3 separate regions of the Mus musculus genome follow, and all the other regions are linked to region 2. A link is a contact called in public HiChIP or PLAC-seq and promoter capture Hi-C data. All regions are on one chromosome and are shown on one strand. The core of a region is the stretch at or near the end of the contact, and the rest is flanking DNA. Distances in the headings are between cores, read along the strand shown.

Evidence for each region. Promoter capture Hi-C pulls out the DNA fragments that hold promoters and counts their contacts. HiChIP or PLAC-seq counts read pairs in DNA pulled down with a chosen protein or histone mark.
Region 1: a contact with region 2 is called in a promoter capture Hi-C map of the HPC-7 cell line, with 2.9 times the contacts expected there. The contact joins the enhancer-like site here to the promoter of Ypel4 in region 2. A contact is called at or near these places in 4 of 39 promoter capture datasets (the 3T3-L1 cell line, the HPC-7 cell line, hippocampal neurons and 1 more) and 1 of 9 other capture datasets (macrophages).
Region 3: an H3K4me3 HiChIP or PLAC-seq map of bone marrow-derived macrophages shows a contact between it and region 2, with 5 times the contacts expected there. The contact joins the enhancer-like site here to the promoter of Ypel4 in region 2. A contact is called at or near these places in 4 of 39 promoter capture datasets (the 3T3-L1 cell line, cranial neural crest, hematopoietic stem and progenitor cells and 1 more), 1 of 115 datasets of contacts at active chromatin or transcription factors (bone marrow-derived macrophages) and 1 of 9 other capture datasets (liver).

What each region holds. Positions count from the first base shown.
Region 1 is chr2:84,018,527-84,021,713 of GRCm38.p6, reverse strand. No RefSeq gene overlaps it. Among named protein-coding and RNA genes, the nearest start is that of Zswim2, 79 kb to the right of the region's middle. Within about 2 kb of position 1,698, at least 61 of the 459 cell types and tissues checked have an H3K27ac peak or open chromatin away from gene starts, as enhancers often do. A contact at or near this core is called in the HPC-7 cell line, where this site is marked.
Region 2 is chr2:84,732,794-84,735,831 of GRCm38.p6, reverse strand. Ypel4 (yippee like 4) reads right to left here and starts at 1,628. Exons shown (of 5, transcript NM_001005342.2): 1 at 1,539-1,628.
Region 3 is chr2:84,036,606-84,039,576 of GRCm38.p6, reverse strand. No RefSeq gene overlaps it. Among named protein-coding and RNA genes, the nearest start is that of Zswim2, 97 kb to the right of the region's middle. Within about 2 kb of position 1,421, at least 4 of the 459 cell types and tissues checked have an H3K27ac peak or open chromatin away from gene starts, as enhancers often do. A contact at or near this core is called in bone marrow-derived macrophages, where this site is marked.

The DNA of each region.
Region 1 (3,187 bases), core at 449-2,948, 710 kb after region 2:
CCCTTTGTCCTTTGGAACAAATATCCCTTCCCTCATTCCCTTGTTCCTTCCTCTTCTCCCTTGACCTCTATCTCCTGACTTTGTCTCTTATTCCCTACCCTCTGTCCTTCTGGGGTAAATAAATCTCCTTTGTGCTTGGTCTTAGGACTCATGAGCTGATACTTTTCTTTAGAGAAACTACACATCTTGGGTTTCTACTGCTATAATAAACCAAGAAACAAAATCAACTTAGTGGGGTAAAAGGTTTCTTTCCTCCGCCTTCAACTTATAGTCATCAAAGGAAGTCAGGGGAAGAACTCAAGGCAGGAAACTGAAGGCAGGGACCGAAGCAGAAGCCATGGAGAAATGATGCTAATTGGTTTGCTTGCATGGATTGCTCAGCCATTCTTTCTATACAAACAAGGATTACATGCCTAGAGTGGCTCCACCCACAATGACCTGGACTCTCCATATCAATCATTAATCAAAAAAAAAAAAATGCCCCATAGACTTCTGGTTGGTACAGATCAATCAGATGGAGGTATTTTCTCAATTGACGTTCTCTCTTTCCAGATGTCTTTGACTTATGTCAAGTTGACAAAACAACACATGCACACATACACACACACACAATTAGACATGTGGAGATTATATTTTGCCCAGGTAAGGATGTAACATACCCCAAAGGAAGGTGGTCTTTAAGGACTAAGGAGATTAGTGCCTTTGGTAAAGTGCTTGACTTGCAAGTATGAGGACCCAAGTTCAAGTCCTGGAACTCACATACAAATGCAGAGCATAGTAGTATTTATTTATAAGCTCAGCTCTGGGGACACAGCAACTGGAGGATCCCTAGGACTTCCAGTCAGCCAGGCTAACACCATTGGTGAGCTCCGGTTAAAACTCCATAAGGGAGGTGAGCATCAATTTTGAAAACGACAGCCAAGTCATTTTTAATCTTTCCAATAGAAAGGATTAGAAAAGCATCATTCATACTTCAGCAAATCATAAAACTATATTGACAGGTAACTCTGGAATATACCTACTATGACTCAAATAACAAAGTTGAACAAGATGAATATCCTTAAGGCAGCACGAACTACTCTGAGGAAAGCAAGCACCATTTTTTAATTCATTACACAAGCATAACCACAACATGGAAATCCCCTTTCTATTATTGAAATATCTGTTCTTTATTATATAAAACATAAGGGAGCAATTTTAATTATTAAGAACATTTTTACTGTATTTTTGGAGGAACCTTAGCACGTCCTATTGTTGCTGTTTTTAATTTCCCTATTATTTGTTCTTTATTGTCTCAGAACATCATTATAGAGAATTCATACATTACCTCACTATGAACTTCTAGGTACTTGATGCTAAACTCTGATTGCCTATCTTCAATTCCATGGGCAATATTATTAGCAGAATATTCTCCTAGCACAGCTCTGCCAGCCCTTAACCTGTGGACACTTTTCCTGTATTTGTGCTCAGCTGAACACAGTCAGCCACAGCTTCCTGTGTGGTGGTGATAACACATGCCAGGTTTTGTTGCTGGCTGCTAGAGTGAAGGGGAAGACAGTGCCCTTTGACCTGAGAGAAGTACAATAAAGCTTATCAGATCCTCGCCAGACATCATTAAAGGAAGTGAGTTGAGGAGGCCACCTCGGTAGGAAGCATATATTTTAGAAAGCTGTCACTGCTAATCTTCTGTGTTGTGGCATGAGACAATTGTTTCTGCAAATATCAGTCCTTCCAGACAATGACACTCTTCTAAAGGTACAGTGCAGTAGGCAGTAAGAAAAGCATACCAGGCCGTAAATTACTCTCACCAGAACAATATTCTCATGATAATTATTGGAAAACTAAGTCTGAACTCCATTAAGTAAAAAGAACAGTGACTAATGCAAAATTTTATAAACTTTAAAACAGTAGGGTCCAGTGTGCGTATGCGTGTGCGTGTAAGGGTATTTTTCCTGTATGCATGTCTGTATACCACATGTGTGCCTGGTGCCACTGGAGGTCAGAAGAGGGGACTGGCTCCCCTGGAGGAATAGATAATTTTGAGCAGCTTTATTGGTGCTGGGACTCTTCCTCTGAAAGAGCAAGAAGCTCTCTTAACTGCTGAACCATCTCTCCAGCCTTCTACTTAATTTCTAACCGCCGTTACCTTAGACAGTTTCAATCTAGTCCTACAGACTTTCAGCTTATTAAGAGAACTCCAGAATGTTTGTCTCTGTATAAAACAACTCAATCTTTGAAATGTTGACAATAAGTTCAAAATTTGTTATTTACAAACATTGAACTAGACATACAAAACAAGACTGCTGATTTTCGTTCTAGGAGCACTGTTATGCACCAGCCAGGCTAGGACAATTCCAGCAGCAATATACAACTCTCCAGTATCACATGGAGTTTGTGTTGGGAGGTAAGTTGTGTCTTCCTTTTTAAGAAGTTTTTTTATTTTCTAATATTATAGGAAAAAAATAGGATAAATAATTCCCGAAGTTCCTTGTACCCGAACTGATTCCAAGTGACATACAGAGCTCTGGACACAGGTCTGCACCTTAGGAAATAACTAAGTGCTTCTGAGGCTTGCTGACTTCTAATTGTACTCATTAAATGAGTCAAAAATATAAGAATTTGGATAGAAAATCATAACCATAAAGGGATTAATATTTGTTAAATGTATATAGAATCATGTGTCTTTCAATTCCAAAGTATAGTAGAGTATATAAGATTTCCATTAAAAAAATAAGCATTAGGATGACATCAGCAAGATAAGAATAGTAAGAATTTCTCATACCTGCTCTTTTATAGTAACGTCAAATCTCCAGTTGCATAAATGGGAAATCTGGAAACCAGTTAAGAGATTCCTATATTCCAAGCAAGTATGAGCTGGCTGCATCAAAGACAGCAAGGCACTCTGGACCCTCATCACAGTCCTTTCTGACTGACCTACATGACCAGGAGGGAGCTCTCAGCTTCTCACTTCTCTCTAGAGAGTTGGGGGAAGAGGGTGAGACTAGATTTCACATTGTGACTTCCTGAGAGGCCCTCTGAGGTTCTAGTTTATACCACTGCCTCAGGAACCAGAGTTGGCAATAGGACCCAACATATTTGAGATGCACGGAGAGAGCTGGGCAGCATGCTGCTGCCTCCAAGGAACCCACAGAAGGGCAGACAAGGTCTGTGTGATTAGGTAGCCACT
Region 2 (3,038 bases), core at 379-2,878:
GCCAGGCTTCTGGGCTGTGTGCTATAGAGTGAGAGCAACCTTAATAGGAGACAACAGGGTAAGGGGACACCTTATTTTTAAAAGCTGGGCTTTAGGGCACAAGGCAGAAAACATTTCTCCTCCCAGGAGCTAGAGCAAATGCCAGTGCCAGGACAGCAACAGTGAGATAATTGCGGGGATAAGAATCCTGAGACGCTGGGATCTGCTCACACTCCAGTCCCAAAGTAGCTGAGTGCACTGCAGGCAGAGGATAAGGAGGGAAGTGTCTTCTGTTAACTCCGATAAGCAGGTGATGTGCCTCTGCCTCTCTAGTGGAGCATCCTGCAGCTGTAGGTGGGGTGGCCTGTGTCTCCTTCAGAGATGCCCGCTAAGTGCTCTCGTGATGCTAGACCACCAAGCAGAGGAGGCAGCACAGCTTCAGTTACCCACATAAACAGTCTGTTCTCCTGTCCTCCATGGTGGCCATGAGCACCCGATTCTTCTACTGTCTCGAAGGGCTGTCATGCAGTCTCCACAAATCCCCCTGGGTGAGACCATCTTCAGTTTTTGGTCCTCTACTGTTGTCTTGAGTCCCAGGAAGACACCTTGGGCTTAGTTCAGGGTGACATTGTATTCTGGCCCTTCTTGCTACAGTTCAGCATCACTTCCATGATCTTCCTTCAAGTTTGCCTGTAGTTCACCTCAAGGTGCCACCTTGAAACACCTACTTCAAGGGACCAGGAGATGCCAGGTTTGCCCCCTCCCGCTATCTTCTTCCCTAGCCCTGTCCTTCTGTCACTGTCACGCCTCCCTCCCTGTCCCTTTCTGCTTCTCTGTCCAGCAGAGGAGAAGCTGCAAAGGACAAAAAAATAAAATTAAATTAAAAAATCATAAAAAGGAGAGTTGGGGTCACTTCTCCCATTTCTGCCCTCTCTCGTCATGGGGTGAAGCAAATCGGGGAAATTACTGAGGTCAGAAAACAAAACAAAGGTGAGTGCTGGGAAGAGGACGAGTCCCTGAAGCTGAGATGAGGCTGGACTGTGGGAGGTGGGGGGAGCAGAAGGGCTTGTGCCTGGGAAGACTGGCAACTGAGAGCCTAAGTGACAAGGCAGAGACAGGTGGAACCAGGTGCGAATCCAGTGCCTCTCAGGGAATAAAAAGGGGAGGGGGACTTGTGCTCACAACGGATGTATTCAATTGCTTTGAGTTTTCGCCTCCCCCTGGACCAGGCATTTTCAGTATGGTATGGTCCGAATAATTAGCAGAGCAGCCAGCTCCCAGGGCTGACTCTGGGGGTCTGCACCGGTAGCAAAAACAATAAACAGTGATGTCTGATGCCGCAGCCAAAGTTGCCGGGAAATAAGTGCGAGAGAATCGTCAGAGCTTGGGGAAGGATGGAGGAGCTGAGAGAGAGGAGGGAGCGGAGGCAGCAGGGAGGGGGAAGGGAGGACAAAGGGTGGATGAATAATGCTTTTGCAAAGGAGAGAAAGCAACACACAGCAGGAAGAGGTAATTTGCGAAGGGGAAAAATTGATTTGGAGAAGGGCTGCCCCCCTCACCTTGAGGTCTGCTCCAGAGATCTCCGTCTATCTCTTTCAATCTCTCTGTTCACTCTTCTCTCTTCTCTGTTGGTTCCTTCAATTGGGAAGGGGATGGGATTGGGGGAGGGTAGTTGAGGGGCTGAGGTCTGGGACTGCAGGCTGGACAGCTGCTGGGGGGCAGAGGTTGCCTCTTGCTCTGTACCTCGGTCTGTGGGTAAATGTGGCTGTGTGTTGTGGAACTGCATCATAACACTGTGAGTCATCCAACCCCCCACCCCCCTCACCTCCCACGTCAGAGCAGGGCTGGGAGACACAGGAGGCGGGTTGAGAGGGAGGGAGGGGGCAGGCATCAAGGGACCAGGCTAGAGGGGTGATGTTAGGGAGTGGGGGCAGAGAGATGGCTGGCATAGGGGTGTCGATGTAGGTGGTAAGGAAAAGGAGAAATAGGTTGTTAAGGAGCAAGGCTGTGTGACCAAGGAAACGGAACCCGAAGAAGGGCAGGGATGGAGTGAGGGTGGCAGGGAGGGAGCAAGGATGGTGAAGTGAGGTGGATCTAGAGAGAGCCAGGAAGTACACTCGCACTCAACATGATACATTTCCACTTCAACTCTGACATCAGCTCTGATGCAGGGTAAGGTAAAGAAGGATATATTAATTGTCATGGTTGACAAACCAGGCTCTCAAATGTGTTCAGTACTGAGTACTTGGAAGCTTTAATGTCCATTTCATGGCCCCAAAGAAGCCATAGGTCAAATATGACATCTTAAACCCAGGAACCTCTTATCAACTCCCTCCAAACGGTTTGTGCTGCCAATGGAGACACCTATGTGACATGAGGTTCTTAACAGAGCTGTGAACTTTCAGATCCTCAGGGGAACTTCACTCTGCATCCCAAGACTGCAGTGTCTATTGCAAAGTCCAGCATGCTGAAGATATTTGCAAAATAGTTGTTTGCTTTCATCTTCAGACAAGGGCTATGTGTCTGGCTTTGATATCCAAGACACCGGTGTTGAAATCTTAGCTTTGCCAATTATTCACCAGGAACCCTGGGCAAATGACTAATCCTCCTGCACTATACAATTCCTCTTCTGACCAGTGAAGCTAATTCTATTTACCTCCAGAAGAAGTGACTATGTGAGACAGCTTGTAAATTTCCAAAGTGCCTGACATATGATAGGCACTAAGTAAAGAGTAATGAAATTTTAGGTTGTTCCCTCCTTTTGTACTTAACTTTTTTTTGGGGGGGGGTGGTGTTCGAGACAGGGTTTCTCTGTATAGCCCTGGCTGTCCTGGAACTCATTTTGTAGACCAGGCTGGCCTCGAACTCAGAAATCTGCCTGCCTTTGCCTCCTGAGTGCTGGGATTAAAGGCGTGCACCACCACGCCTGGCCTGTACTTAACTTTTAAAATTAGCATTCTAAATTGAATTTTGTTATGGGTTAGTGTTATTTTTATTTTTTTAAGATTTGTTTACTTTATGTATACGAGTACACTGTAGCTGTCTTCAGACACACCAGA
Region 3 (2,971 bases), core at 172-2,671, 700 kb after region 2:
TGTGTATGCCGTCAGGTACAACAATTCTGTTTATGGTTCTAAGACAATACGAAGTCAAAGTTTCTGACAACCCAAAGCATTGAAACACTGATAAGTGTAAACAGCATGAAGGGAAAAAACTGTGGGAAACTTTCGGAGTGCTGGGTGGGGTGGGGAAGTACTAGTATTTCTTCAGGATTCCCAGAAGTTTTCATGGAGCAAGCTGACGTGTGTCATAGCTGTGGCATTAAAAACAACAAATGTTTCAGGCAGGCAGTAAAACCATCAGATGAATTAAACTAGAAATGACCTGTGAGCCAGGCCCACATTGTAACTGAATACTTTGTCCAGATAGTATAAAGAGATTTTAAATGTTATTTAGGGTCTGTATATTTAGCTTTTATACATTAAGATACATGTTAGTAACTCTTGTTATGCACATTTCATTCTTGTGAGAATTTCTGATCAAGAAAAAATTTCATAGTGTATGTGTGCATGTTAAGGCTTACAAACATGTTGTGTGTGATGGCTGGATGGCTCAGCTGATAAAGATGCTTGCTGTACAACCCTGACAGCCTGCATTTGCTTTTCACTTAATGGTGAAAGGAGAGGACTGATTCCAGACTTTCTGACCAACACAGAGACAGACAGACAGACAGACAGACAGACAGACAGACACAGAGACAGAGAGAGAGACACACAGAGAGAGGGGAGGGGTATGGGTGCATGCACAGACCTTTAAAATTTTGAAGCTGTGTTGCTTTAGAGAGATCAAGGGGCTAAATGGGAGGGTTGGACAGAGAAAAGAGAAGGAGGAAATGATACTATTATAATTTCAAAAAGATAAAAGTTACTATAAAAAATTTAAGAATTTAAAAACCATATTCAATGTCACTTTCTCATTACATCTGCCTTCATGCATAAAGCAAAATATATACATAACTCATTTTATTTTAAATTTGGGGGCTTCTTTTATTAAATAACTGAAAGTTATTCTTGAAGGTTAGCCCACCTTTGACTCCCTAAGCTGGAAGAAACAATCTTACAGTCTTAGGAGAAATTATACTCAAGTCTATCAAAGAATACACTACAAGCATTCAGATGCTGTCTTGTGAAGGCATACATTTTGAAGAGATTGCATATGTGTTTCTCTCTTAAGAAACTTCACAATGGTCAGTAATGTTGCTCTTTGTATCAGAGATATTTTAAGCTTTTATTCCCCAACTATCTAATGAACTGTGGAGCATCACAGAACACAGCGTTACTATGTTCCAGTGTCTTCTCTTTAAAGGAAACATGCTATCAGAAGGAGAAACAGCAAGTTCTCCCAGGTTACAGACACCTTAGAAGAGGAATGTCAAATGTTCTCTTTACTCCAGATGTTCTGATTTTTCAGCATCTCAGCCTTCTGCTGGATAGCTCTGTCACACCCACTGATGCTGCAATAAATGAACTGCTGAGAGCAGTATCACTAACCCAGGCTCATCAGACCAGCAGTGGTGTGTGTGTGTGTGTGTGTGTGTGTGTGTGTGTGTGTGTGTGTGTGTGTGTGTGTCTGTCTGTCTGTCTGTCTGTCTGTCTGTCTGTGTGTGTCTGTGTGTGTGTGTGTGTGTGGTGTGTGTGTCTGTGTGTGAGTGAGTGTGTGTGTGTGATGTGTGTGTGTGTATGTGGTGTGTGTGTGTGTGTCTGTGTGTGTGTGTGTTTGTGAGTGAGTGTGTGTGTCTGTGTGTGTGTGTCTGTGTGTGTGTGTCTGTGTGTGTGTGTCTGTGTGTGTGTGTCTGTGTGTGTGTGTGTGTCTGTGTGTGTCTGTGTGTGTGTGTGTCTGTGTGTGTGTATCTGTGTGTGTGTGTGTCTCTGTGTGTGTGTGTGTCTGTGTGTGTGTGTGTGTGTGTTTGCAGAATGACAAAATATAAAGAGTCTAATATTTTTCATGCACTTAGCTTTTATTATGAAAGTACGTGGGTATGTGGTAAGGTCGGTTTGAACTTGGGGTCAGATAAAAAGGGCTTCTACTGAGGGGAAGGAGAAACACCAGCTGACCCGTAGAACTCACTGGCCTCTGGATGCACAACTTGGGAAAAGTTGGAAACAGTGTAATCTTTCACAGACCTCTCACTCCCTCTTGTGATCAGTAAGTGAAATGTAAATAGTGCCTACCGGCTTCAAGAGAGCTCCTGAATCCCAAACCTAGACTATAAATCCTAAGTATAATGAAGCAGATACAAAATAAGTTACACTTCTTCAAAAAACTCACTAAAAAGGAAATTCACCAGGATTTGGTGACTGTATTAAATTTGTATTTGTTGTTGTTGTTCAATAGGCACATATTTAAATGTCTCCATTTCTTCATACATAGGACTAAATTACTTGACAAAAAAATCAGAAGTCTTTAGGAGATTGTAAACTAGAACCACTGGCTTACAAGTCACACTTTTACTGAATACAGTGGTATCTGCTAGTCACTTAGTGACTGACTCGGTTGTAAGATCAACTTTCATTTTATGGGAGAGCTTGTGTTCAAATATGACATTTAACTTACCAGAAACCCTAAACCCAGGAGTTAGGGTGTTGACAATTCAGATATACCAAAAGAAACTATCAAGTGTTTAATTTAAATGAAAAGGTGGAAGTATAATAAGATGTTTCAAATGATCTTGAGGAAAACTACATTCTCAGAGACTTTATTACAGTACATCGTTATAATTGCTTTGTTATTAGTTATTATTGTCAATCTCTTACAATGCCTTAATTAGTTAAAAGTTGTCATGGGTATACATGTATAAAAAATGGTTTTGTATATATGGTGTTTGGTTTTATATGTGATCTGAAGCAGCAAATGAGATATACTAAAATATATCACTTGTAGGAACAGAGAAATTGTTGCTTCCACAGACACCTGTATTTAATAAAACTGGAAGATGGAACAAAGTGAAGTGTGACGGTACTCATACCTATAATGCCAGTTGTTGTGAGATAGAAGCAGGAAGGTCAC